Regions from separate parts of the Arachis hypogaea genome. Here region 2 is linked to region 1. Evidence: chromatin contacts called from public Hi-C data. All regions are on one chromosome and are shown on one strand. Each heading gives the region's core, a stretch centred on a gene start, on an enhancer-like site or on the middle of the called end of the contact. The rest is flanking DNA. Distances are from core to core; before and after follow the strand shown. Region 1 has its middle 7.4 kb from the start of LOC140183175. Region 2 holds the start of LOC112786209.

Region 1 (4,618 bases), core at 962-3,461:
CTGATGCAAACCCTCCCACACTCTCCCCCTTATCTCTTTCGATGGCATGGCCATCTTCTTCACCGTGTTTCACCCTCAAACGCTCTCTCCCGCTCTCTCCTTCTCTCATTCTCTCTGAGTACGGAGTACGTACTCTTTCTCTGCTAGGGTTTAATTCTTGATTGGTAGACTGTGTATTGGTATTTGGTTTACAAGTACATATATATATACACTGGAGTACGAGAGTAATACATAACAAATTACATCAGGTATAATATGGCCTTCTAGCCACTAATAAGGTTTAATCATAGTATTGCAGTTGACATCAAATGGTGTTTAAGCTTTTTCAAAACCCTTCTGCTCATTACTATTTAATTTGTTGAACATTAATAATTTTTCTCATAAACGGTGGCAGCCTACAGGAGTTTATGAGTTTAAAAAACCCTTCATAAGCGGTGGCTGGCTATAGAGTTTTTTAGGTATATTTCGTTGCTTGCTAAACCGTTGTGACCTACCACGGTTTACTTTCAACACTTCTCCTTATTAAACCGTTGCAGACTACCACGATTTACATGTAAATAGGAAACCGTGGTTAACTTTCACAGATTACATAATAACAAAAAAAAAAAAGACATACAGATAAAAAAGTTCCAATTATTACAATCACGTAAAACTTTCTCTCCTTTTATTTATTTGAGTACATTGCCCTTAAAATGAGATGATTATTATAATGTCTAAGAAGTAGTAGTTAATTTGCTAAAAAAAATTTAAAACGTAATATAAAAATAAATAATTTTTAAATATTTAATATTTATTTTAAAAAATAAGTTCGTCCAATACCAAATTAAAAATTACCATAGAATTTGCCTTAAAACTATTATAATGACTAATGAAATTAGTTTGAATGAGTATAATTATAATATTTTCTTCAATTTCACAGGAGGAATAGCATTGTAATTTTCTCAGACCTTATGGCTCACATTATTTTCAGAACAATAAAATAACTGAACAATACTGTTATATTAATTTATCTATTAAAAAAAAAAAAGTTACTGCCAAGTCATACTCTCTTCTGTTTTCATTTTTTACATTTTTTACAGAAATAAAACTAAACCATGTCAGCCTCCATGTCAATAAAAAATTAAGATTAAAGTCAATGTTGATGAAATTGATAGACATGACTAAGTTTTTAGTTGGAAAAACTAAGATTATAACGACACAACAATTATTAAGATACAGATTTACGAAAATTAGTAAAGAAAATATATCCCTTTTTTTTAGGAAATTTCGGTTTTTAAATGGTCTAAAATATTCTCTATAAACTTAGAATTAATATTTAAATTGACTCTGAAATTTATTTTAATTTTTAAATAATTATTAAAATTTTAATTGTCTCAATTTAAATACTCTAATGTTATCGATCTCCTCAAATTATTTATATTAACATCTTAACATTAATCATATAAAATAAAATAATATTGTATTTGTTAGTAATACGCGGTATATTGATATAAATGATAGTATTATATGTCATAATACGATTTGTCGACATGTTTTTGGTATGTTATTATTTTAATGGATTTAAATTGGCTTATAATTTTTTACTCATGACTCAAATTAAAATTTTTTTATTTAGATTAAATAAATATATAAATTATAAAAATATATAAAATATAAAGTAATTACATAAATGTATAACGTTACATATTTCAGATGCTAAAAGGTGAATTGAAAAATAAGTATATTTCGGTGACTGAAATTCTGTGCTGTGACAGTTGTACCATCATAACACAAGGTGTCAAAATCTATAATGTTACGCATTTATGTAATTCCTTCCTCTTTTATGTGTTTCCGTAATTTATGTATTTATTTAACTTAAATAAAAAACTCCACAAATTGGCCTATAAATTTTTTTGAAAGATTAAAGTGATTCATGAGTGAAATTTAAAGAATCCATTTGAGTATTAGCTCGTAATAATCATAAGAACGTAGACGTATAGGCTTACTGTTTCTTCTTGAAAGGATTTTGGGCCTTGAAAGGATAACTTATCTCTATAAAAAGAAAAGAGGATTTGTGCAAGACAATGTCAAATATGGCTCATAGCTCATATCCGATTGTCTTTCTTTTCCAGTTTTTGGTATAATTTTTTGTTTATGGTCTATATTATGTCATATATCTTAAACTGATTATCACAGTTCGGATTTCAGTTTTAGGCCCATTAACCCAATATGTATCTGAGAACCATATTCAACTACCCTCCAAATTGAAAAGAAAGAAAAAACCATCTAGGGGGTAGGGGCCGGGTAGTACGTCCTCTTTTTTTTTTTTTTTAAATTAAAATAAAAAAAAAAAGTAGATGAGCGGATTGAGAAATACTTACATATTTGTAATTATACTTAATGAAAAATTTTAAAAATATTTTTAATATTGTTATAAATAAATAAGTAAATAATTAATTAATTACAAATATAATTTTATTTTATATATTTCACCAATACTGCCACCGGTGAGTAATTTACAAAGTTGTCTCTATGCTGGACAAAAAATTAGATGAATGATTTTATTTATATCGGACAAACAGTCCCAGGTTATATATAGGTGTATGTTATGGTGTCTATATATATTTGTCTAACTTACTACAAAGAGATAAAAATTAATATTTAAATTAAAAAATATAAAAATAAATAATTTTTTAATATTTAAAATTTATTATAAAAAATAATTTCGACAATTTCGGTACCAAAATTAAAGAGATAGGAGAATTCACCTTATATATATAGTTTCATCTATGCCACTGTATTTTTGTGGCATTTCAGTCTTTCATGACTTAGGACCAATCAGATATATTGTAAGAAATTTGAACGAGTGATATTAAGGAATAGGGTGTGGTTGTAAAACTGTACGGAAGGGGTGCACGGTGGACACGCGCGAGTTTGTCCGTATTGGAGATGTCTCTTGTGTCTTAAGAACTTGTTTGGGTGAGTTTTTAGAAAAAGATTTTTTTTGAGTTATCTTTTTTTAAAAGATCTCATAAAAAAGTAAAAGTAATTTTTATGTTTAGTATCTCATGTAAAAAATTCTTTTTATCTATTAATTATATTTGGATATAACAATATAAAAATACTTTTTTGTTTATTTATTACATGAAAAATATCTTTTTTTTAAGAAAAAAAATCTTTAAAAAAAAAGATGTAAATTACAGCTTCTCAAAAAAGATATTTTTTTTTCTAATACTTTTACTTTTACTATTAGAAATTTGCTAAACACGCTAAAAAATAAAAAATAAATTTTTTATTGAAATTTTTTTTATCAAAATAATGACGCCTAAACAAACACTGAGACTCCTAACATGCCAAGTATTTTCTTTGGTATCCTTTGTGTGGACGCTCCCTATTTTGTTTCTTTTTTTTTTTTTTTAATTTGTAAGATTGATTAAATTAAAGATCACCAATTAAGATAATAACATACTTAGCATCAAGTCCATGTTATTAATAATTTTACTGAGTAATTGTAACGCATCAAAACTCTCAATATACTTAACGAATGAAGTGTTGAATTAGCCTTCTAAAACTTTTCATAGAAATAATAGAAATTATGTGAACTCCATCTTGAATTGCTTGATTAAGTGCTTCAAGCACAACTTCAATTTCTTTAATGTTTCATGGCCTTCCTTGCCTTCAATGCTAATGAATTTTCCTCCAATAATTTTACCAAGACGCCCACAATGACAGCACCAGTGAAGAACCTCTCCTACTCCAACAACAGTGTAATGTGAGAGTGAATTTTCTCTGATAGAAAAAAAATTGACACTGTCCAGTCTTTGATTTCAAACCTTGATAAAATCAACGATCCTAATTATAATTATAGTTATGACTATTATTTTCTCAAATTTTACAAACTCTTCTTCTCTTCGATTTCATTCTCCACGAGCCCCATTTTCTTCTGGTGCACTAACAACAACAAGAAGAAGCTCTCTCTTCTCAAATTCTTCAAACCCTTCTTCTTCTCTTTAATTTCACACTCTACTCGTCCTATTCTTTTCCCCAACAGTAACAACAAGAAGAAGAACTTTCATTTCTCGTCTTCTTTCTCCTGCATTAGCAACTCTATGAGTAGAATCTTAGCTATTGAAGACGAATACGAATCTCGCATCGAAATCGGAGGCCAGAATCTGAAAGCTCTATCTCCCGAAGTATGGCTACACAACACGACGAGCAAGAAGAGAGAGCTTTTGAGACCTAAAGTGGAATTTAAGGTTTGAGACATTTTCAAGTTCTTCTTTCTCTATCTCAATCACTAAATCCCTAAATTAATAATCCTTGTTGATAATAATTGGTTTAAATTTGTGTGGTTGGTTTTGCAATTAGACAGGTACCTAAAGTATTTGGGATATGAAATATCTTATTACTGATGTGGATGACAAGATGAGAAAAATTAGTTATTTTTTTCTTTCTCTTTGAATTGCCATAGTTTGGTTGTCTAAATTTTGGATAATGATGTGATATATATAATATTTTTCTTTCATTGCGATTAGATATTGAGAAAGGAACACAGCAATAGATAAAAAAAAATTCATTTGATTGTGAAAATGCTGTATTTTTCTTTCAATTCTTTTGATTTTTTTTCTTATTTGTGTTT
Region 2 (5,295 bases), core at 1,194-3,693, 72 kb after region 1:
CAGAGCATACTAAGAATAAATCCCACCGAACCGAAGCTCTGATACCACATGTTGGGAATAATACACCATTCTCCCTTGAAAAAATACCTTTCACAGAGAAATAAAATAGACACAATCACAACACAAGAATTTAACGTGAAAACTCCAATTACTGGAGAAAAAAACCACGGCCGTTGTCAAATGACAACCAAAGAATATCACTATGTGAAAATTGTTACAACACATAGACTTCTTTCTCTCTAACACCGGCACCCCAGTACACCCACACTCTCAAAGCAAATATTTAACTACACCTCACAACACTCTCTAATCAAAGAGTATAGAGGAAAAGAAAAGTCAGATACAAGCTTTAAGTATTTCCGACTGGTGCAAAAAATATGGAGAACTTAGCCTCATATTAATAGTCTAAGCCACCCACTCCATTTGCTATCCTAAGCAATGTGGGACTAATTCAACCAAATCCTAACATTATTAAAATATTATTAACAAAAAATATTAAGAAAAATAAAAATATTAATAAAAAAAGTATATTATCTCATAATATGTTGGATAATAAATTGCATAGCATCTCATTTAAAACCATACTAAGAAATTTTAAATTTGAAACAAAAATCATGATTATTACTTTTTTTTTTCCTGATAATTACATCATTTAATATTTTTAAGTCGAAACATTTCAATCTTGTGTACTAAATTTTAATGTCTTAGTGAATAAGACTTAATGTGTCATTGATTCGTGGAATGGTTTATATGCAAATAGAATTATCTTCATACTTCAATCTTGTTTTTTTTTCTTGTAGGTAAGCCACACAAAGATGGATGACAGAATATTACCAAGTACACATAGAATTAGAGGAAATAAGATGCTGAATTAGACAAGAGAGCGATTTGAGTGTTGATACACTGTTTTGGAAATAAGGATTAAAGTATAGAAAAAATATAAAAAAGAAAAATAAGTTGGGAAAATAAGAGACTATTCCAGTCAAATAAAAATAATAATGTTATACATTGAATACTTAGGGAACAATTTATACTCATTGAATCCATTTTTAACGGACTCAAAACTAAGTTACATCATGTCCAGGGATGATAATAGCATTTTTTATTTTAATAAATTAAATAAATGTAATAATTACTGAATTAAATATTTTTAAAAGTTATTATCAAAATCTGTCAGTCTCTCTTATCTCGTTTATATTATAAATGAGATAATTTTACATGTATTTCTTTACAGTGTAAACGAGATAAGACACGGGGATGTGATACATGTATATCTCGTTTACAGTATAAACGAGATACAGTGAGACAATTTTTTTAACAGCTATAAAAGGATGTGTAACCCTTGTCATTCTTCACATATATTTCATATCTTCTTTTGTCTCGTTTTTCTCACATAAAGAAGGCAGCAATGACCAGTAATAGTGTATACATAGTTGTGTGTGTTTACCCAATTGTCGTATGAGAAATGGAGACAATGGAGTAATATTTGAGTGTGAAAATCCGATACTGTTGCGCACTCAGCGTGTGAGTTCGTTGTCCGAGTTGAAGAGTTTGATATTGAGCGACTTTGGTGGCACAGAAACGAGGGAGATTAGAAGGCTGGGGTATAGGTTGTTGGCGCTGCCGGGTAATGAAGTTTTTCGGTTTCGACTATTTTGGCTTGTAGGGGACGAGCATGTGCGACTCATGTTCGACATCCATGGGAGAATCATGGTAAAACAAGTGATGGAGCTTTCCGCCGAGGTTGGAGATGTTGGTGGTGGTGGTTCTGTACACTCGACCTAGGTACAGACGACCGACCTCTCGCACCACCACCTATTCATGTCGTCATTCCAATGGAGGACATGGAGGTGGGTGAGGAAGACTTCGACGAAGAGTACGTTGCCGATAGTGATTCTTCTGAAAGGGGTGATGAGGAGGAGTTTGTACCGAAGACTCCCGCCGAGATAGCGGTGCGCTATGTTTTGTCTCCTCCCCCCTAACTTAGTTTCGGCGCTATCAGATGTACCAAGTCACTATCATACAATGGATCTTGACGCCATGCATGAGAGAACTCCATTTTCCAACACGGGAGAAGAGGATTACAACCTAGACGGTGGGATAGAGTTTCGAGTCGGCCACAGATTCAAATGCTGAGATGCAGTGATGCAGGGTGTGAAGAACTACAGTATTCGCAGGAGTGCTGAGTATCGGGTGGTCGAATCGGACCGATTAAAGTATCATGTGCAATGCCGTCAAGTTGAAAATGGCTGTCCATGGAGTCTTCGTGTTGCCCTTCGATAGAATCTCAGATACTGGTGAGTTCAAGTTTAATTGAGGTGTACTTACTCATTTATGGTTGCCATATATTAAGTAGTTTTGAACCATGGATGAAACATGGCTATTTTATTTCGTCAAGGAGGTCCGAAGGGTTGGTGGAGTGCACACTTGTTTAACACCCACCATGTCTCAGGACCATCTACAGTTGGATAGCAGTCTCATCTGCAAGGTCATCTTGCCGTTGATACAGTCCAACTCCTCTGTCAGCATCCTTGTCCTGCAAGGTGCGGTCCGATAGAGCTATCACTTCAAACTCTCCTACAGAAAGGTGTGGATGGTGAAGCAGAAGACAATTGCTTAGATCTACGGAGATTGGGAGGAGTCATACAACAAGGCATCGAAACTACTTCAAGCGTTGCAGAGTTGTTTCCCGGGAACTATTTATGAGCTATGGGCCGTACCGTACTATGATGTTCACCTTCTGGTCCACGACTGTAGCATGTTTGATAAAGTATTTTGGGCTTTTCCATCTTGTATTGAGGCTTTCAAGCATTGCAAGCCATTTGTTTCCGTCAATGGCACGCATCTGTATGGTAGATATGGTGGGGTGTTGCTTATTGCGGTGGCACAAGACAGCAACAACAATATCCTGCCTATTGCTTTTGTCATTGTGGAGTCCGAGAGTACCGAGTCATGGTCGTTCTTCCTTACTAATCTAAGACACTATGTCACCCCACAAGAAGGTCTACTGGTTATCTCTGATAGATCGTAGGCCATCAAGGGTGCACTCAGTGCCGATGATAGTAGTTGGCACATCTTCCTCGGGCGTTCAACGCTTACTGTATTAGACACATGGCCACGAACTTCATGACTCGTTTTAAGTCAGCCGAAGGCAAGAGATACCTTATAAATACCGCTTACAATCCAAGCAAGGCTGGGTATGAGTGGTACATGGATGCGTTAAGAGGAGTGTCCCTGGGGATGGCGAATTGGCCTGATCATTTCAACAAAGAGATATGGCTGCAACACTGTGACAATGGTCGGTGGTTTGGTCACATGAGAACAAATCTGTCGGAGTACATCAATACAGTTCTCAAGGGTACACGATACTTGCCAATTTCTGCCTTCGTGCGTATCACGTACGAACGTTTGCAGAAGTTGTTCATCACAAAGTGCAAGGAGGTGCAATCACAGCTAGCTGCTGGAAACCGCTTCTCCTAGAGGCTGATGGCAGCCATTGAAAAGAACAGAGAAGGCATCCCGAAGATGCGTGTTACTCATTGTGATAGCCTCTAATCAGTAACATGATGTAGCATCTAGCGTACTGTCGGAGGGTCTTTGGGTCGTCCATTAGGGGCATCTGGCAAACACAGTCCCGTAGCCATACAAACTTCAGTGTGAATGACTCCTTCCTCTGCGCCACCTGCTGTGGAGCCACCGGAGGTCTGGCACCCAATAGCTGCTCTACCAACTACCACATCTCCATCTGGTACCACCTACCGAAGTCACAGAAGCACCCCCAACAGGGTTTCCGTGTACGCGTAGTCCTAGGTGGTACGCATTGTTCTGAAGGGTGATAGTGACCTCACTCCACGAGAGATGAAACGTGTAGGTCTCCAGACGCCATCGCTCCACGAATGCCGTAATCAGGGAATTGTCGAATGTGAAATCCCTGAGAGGCACCGTGTTGCCGAATCCAGCCTCCCTCAAATACAGGACAATAGCGTCGGGTGGAGAAAGGGTATGACTCACTTGTTGGGGCAGTAGAAGGCGATGCCTCTGAAGAAAAAATATATATTCACAATTATCAATAAATAATTTTAAAACTTTTATTGGTTCTTTGAAGTTTAAGGGTCCTTATAATATCACTAAATTTTTAAATAGGTTTCTAATGTTTTTTATTATATTCTTACACTGTTTTTAGTTATAGTTAGATCTTTTTAGTATAAAAAATATTAAAGTTAAATAAATATTTTTTTATAAATTCAAAATATTTATAATTAAGAGTATAATTAGATATTTAGTTACACATTTTTGAGAAAAATATTATTTTGTTAGTTTTAATATATTTGATATAAAGAAAACATAATTATAAAAAGAATAGAGTTCCAAACTAATAATTATGTAGTAACAACCTAACACAAGTGAAATAAAATAGAGTTCCAAATTTTTACCAGTGACCTATTCCTAAGGATACAAGCTATATTTTAGTTCTTGGCGACTACCCTAACCATGGCCACATACACATATATATCTATATGGGATTGCATAAAATTCAACACAACAGAACTAACTGCAAAGTCAGCTGCCCCGGTGTAATGCGAGTCTCGTTCATCATGTTGATGTCTCTATCGTTACCAGCTGCGCGCGCCATCGTCGTATTTATCGGTAATATGGTCAGAAAGGGGTAAAAGAGAGGAGAAAGTGGTTGAAAAGTTCAAATTGAGGCCCAGTCAAATGCTGTTAACGAGTTATATTTATAGCCGTCACCCAGCCCTATCTCGTTTACACTGTAAACGAGATACGTGTAAAATTATCTCATTTACAGTGTAAACGAGATTGTAAACGAGATAAGAGAGGCTAACAAATTTCGGTAATAACTTTTAAAATTATTTAATTTAGTATTTATTACATTTATTTAATTTATTAAAATAAACAATCCGATGATAACATTACTTGAATTAGCAGGTATGTGACTCGTCTCTATCAGATTGAAATAGGTAATTATCCGATTCAGTGCGAGGTGAATTTTTAACAAGGCGTAATCTTAAGTGAGACAGAATTAGATTTAAAAAATATTCAATTTTATCAACCCAATATTATTATTATTATTATTATTATTATTATTATTATTATTATTATTATTATGTTGTTGTTGTTGTTGTTATTGTTGTTGTATTATTTTTATATTTTTAGTTTAATTTATGTTATGTATGTATCATGGTTATATAAATTTTAAATTTTAATTTTGTTTACTAAATTTTAACCTGCGTTTGTTTATAAGAACAGGATAAGATAAGAAATCGAAAACAAGAC

Evidence for each region. A called contact is a pair of places that touch in the nucleus more often than the background predicts.
Region 2: a contact with region 1 is called in a Hi-C map of leaf, with 2.3 times the contacts expected there. The contact joins the promoter of LOC112786209 here to the enhancer-like site in region 1. A contact is called at or near these places in 2 of 8 Hi-C or Micro-C datasets (both in leaf).

Annotation. Positions count from the first base shown.
Region 1 is chr20:117,427,055-117,431,672 of arahy.Tifrunner.gnm2.J5K5, forward strand. No RefSeq gene overlaps it. Among protein-coding and RNA genes, the nearest start is that of LOC140183175, 7.4 kb to the right of the region's middle. Within about 2 kb of position 2,212, at least 3 of the 3 cell types and tissues checked have open chromatin away from gene starts, as enhancers often do.
Region 2 is chr20:117,499,141-117,504,435 of arahy.Tifrunner.gnm2.J5K5, forward strand. It overlaps LOC112786209, which reads left to right and starts at 2,444. Exons shown (of 2, transcript XM_025829613.1): 1 at 2,444-2,543; 2 at 2,631-3,031. The coding sequence starts at 2,444. The coding sequence ends at 3,031.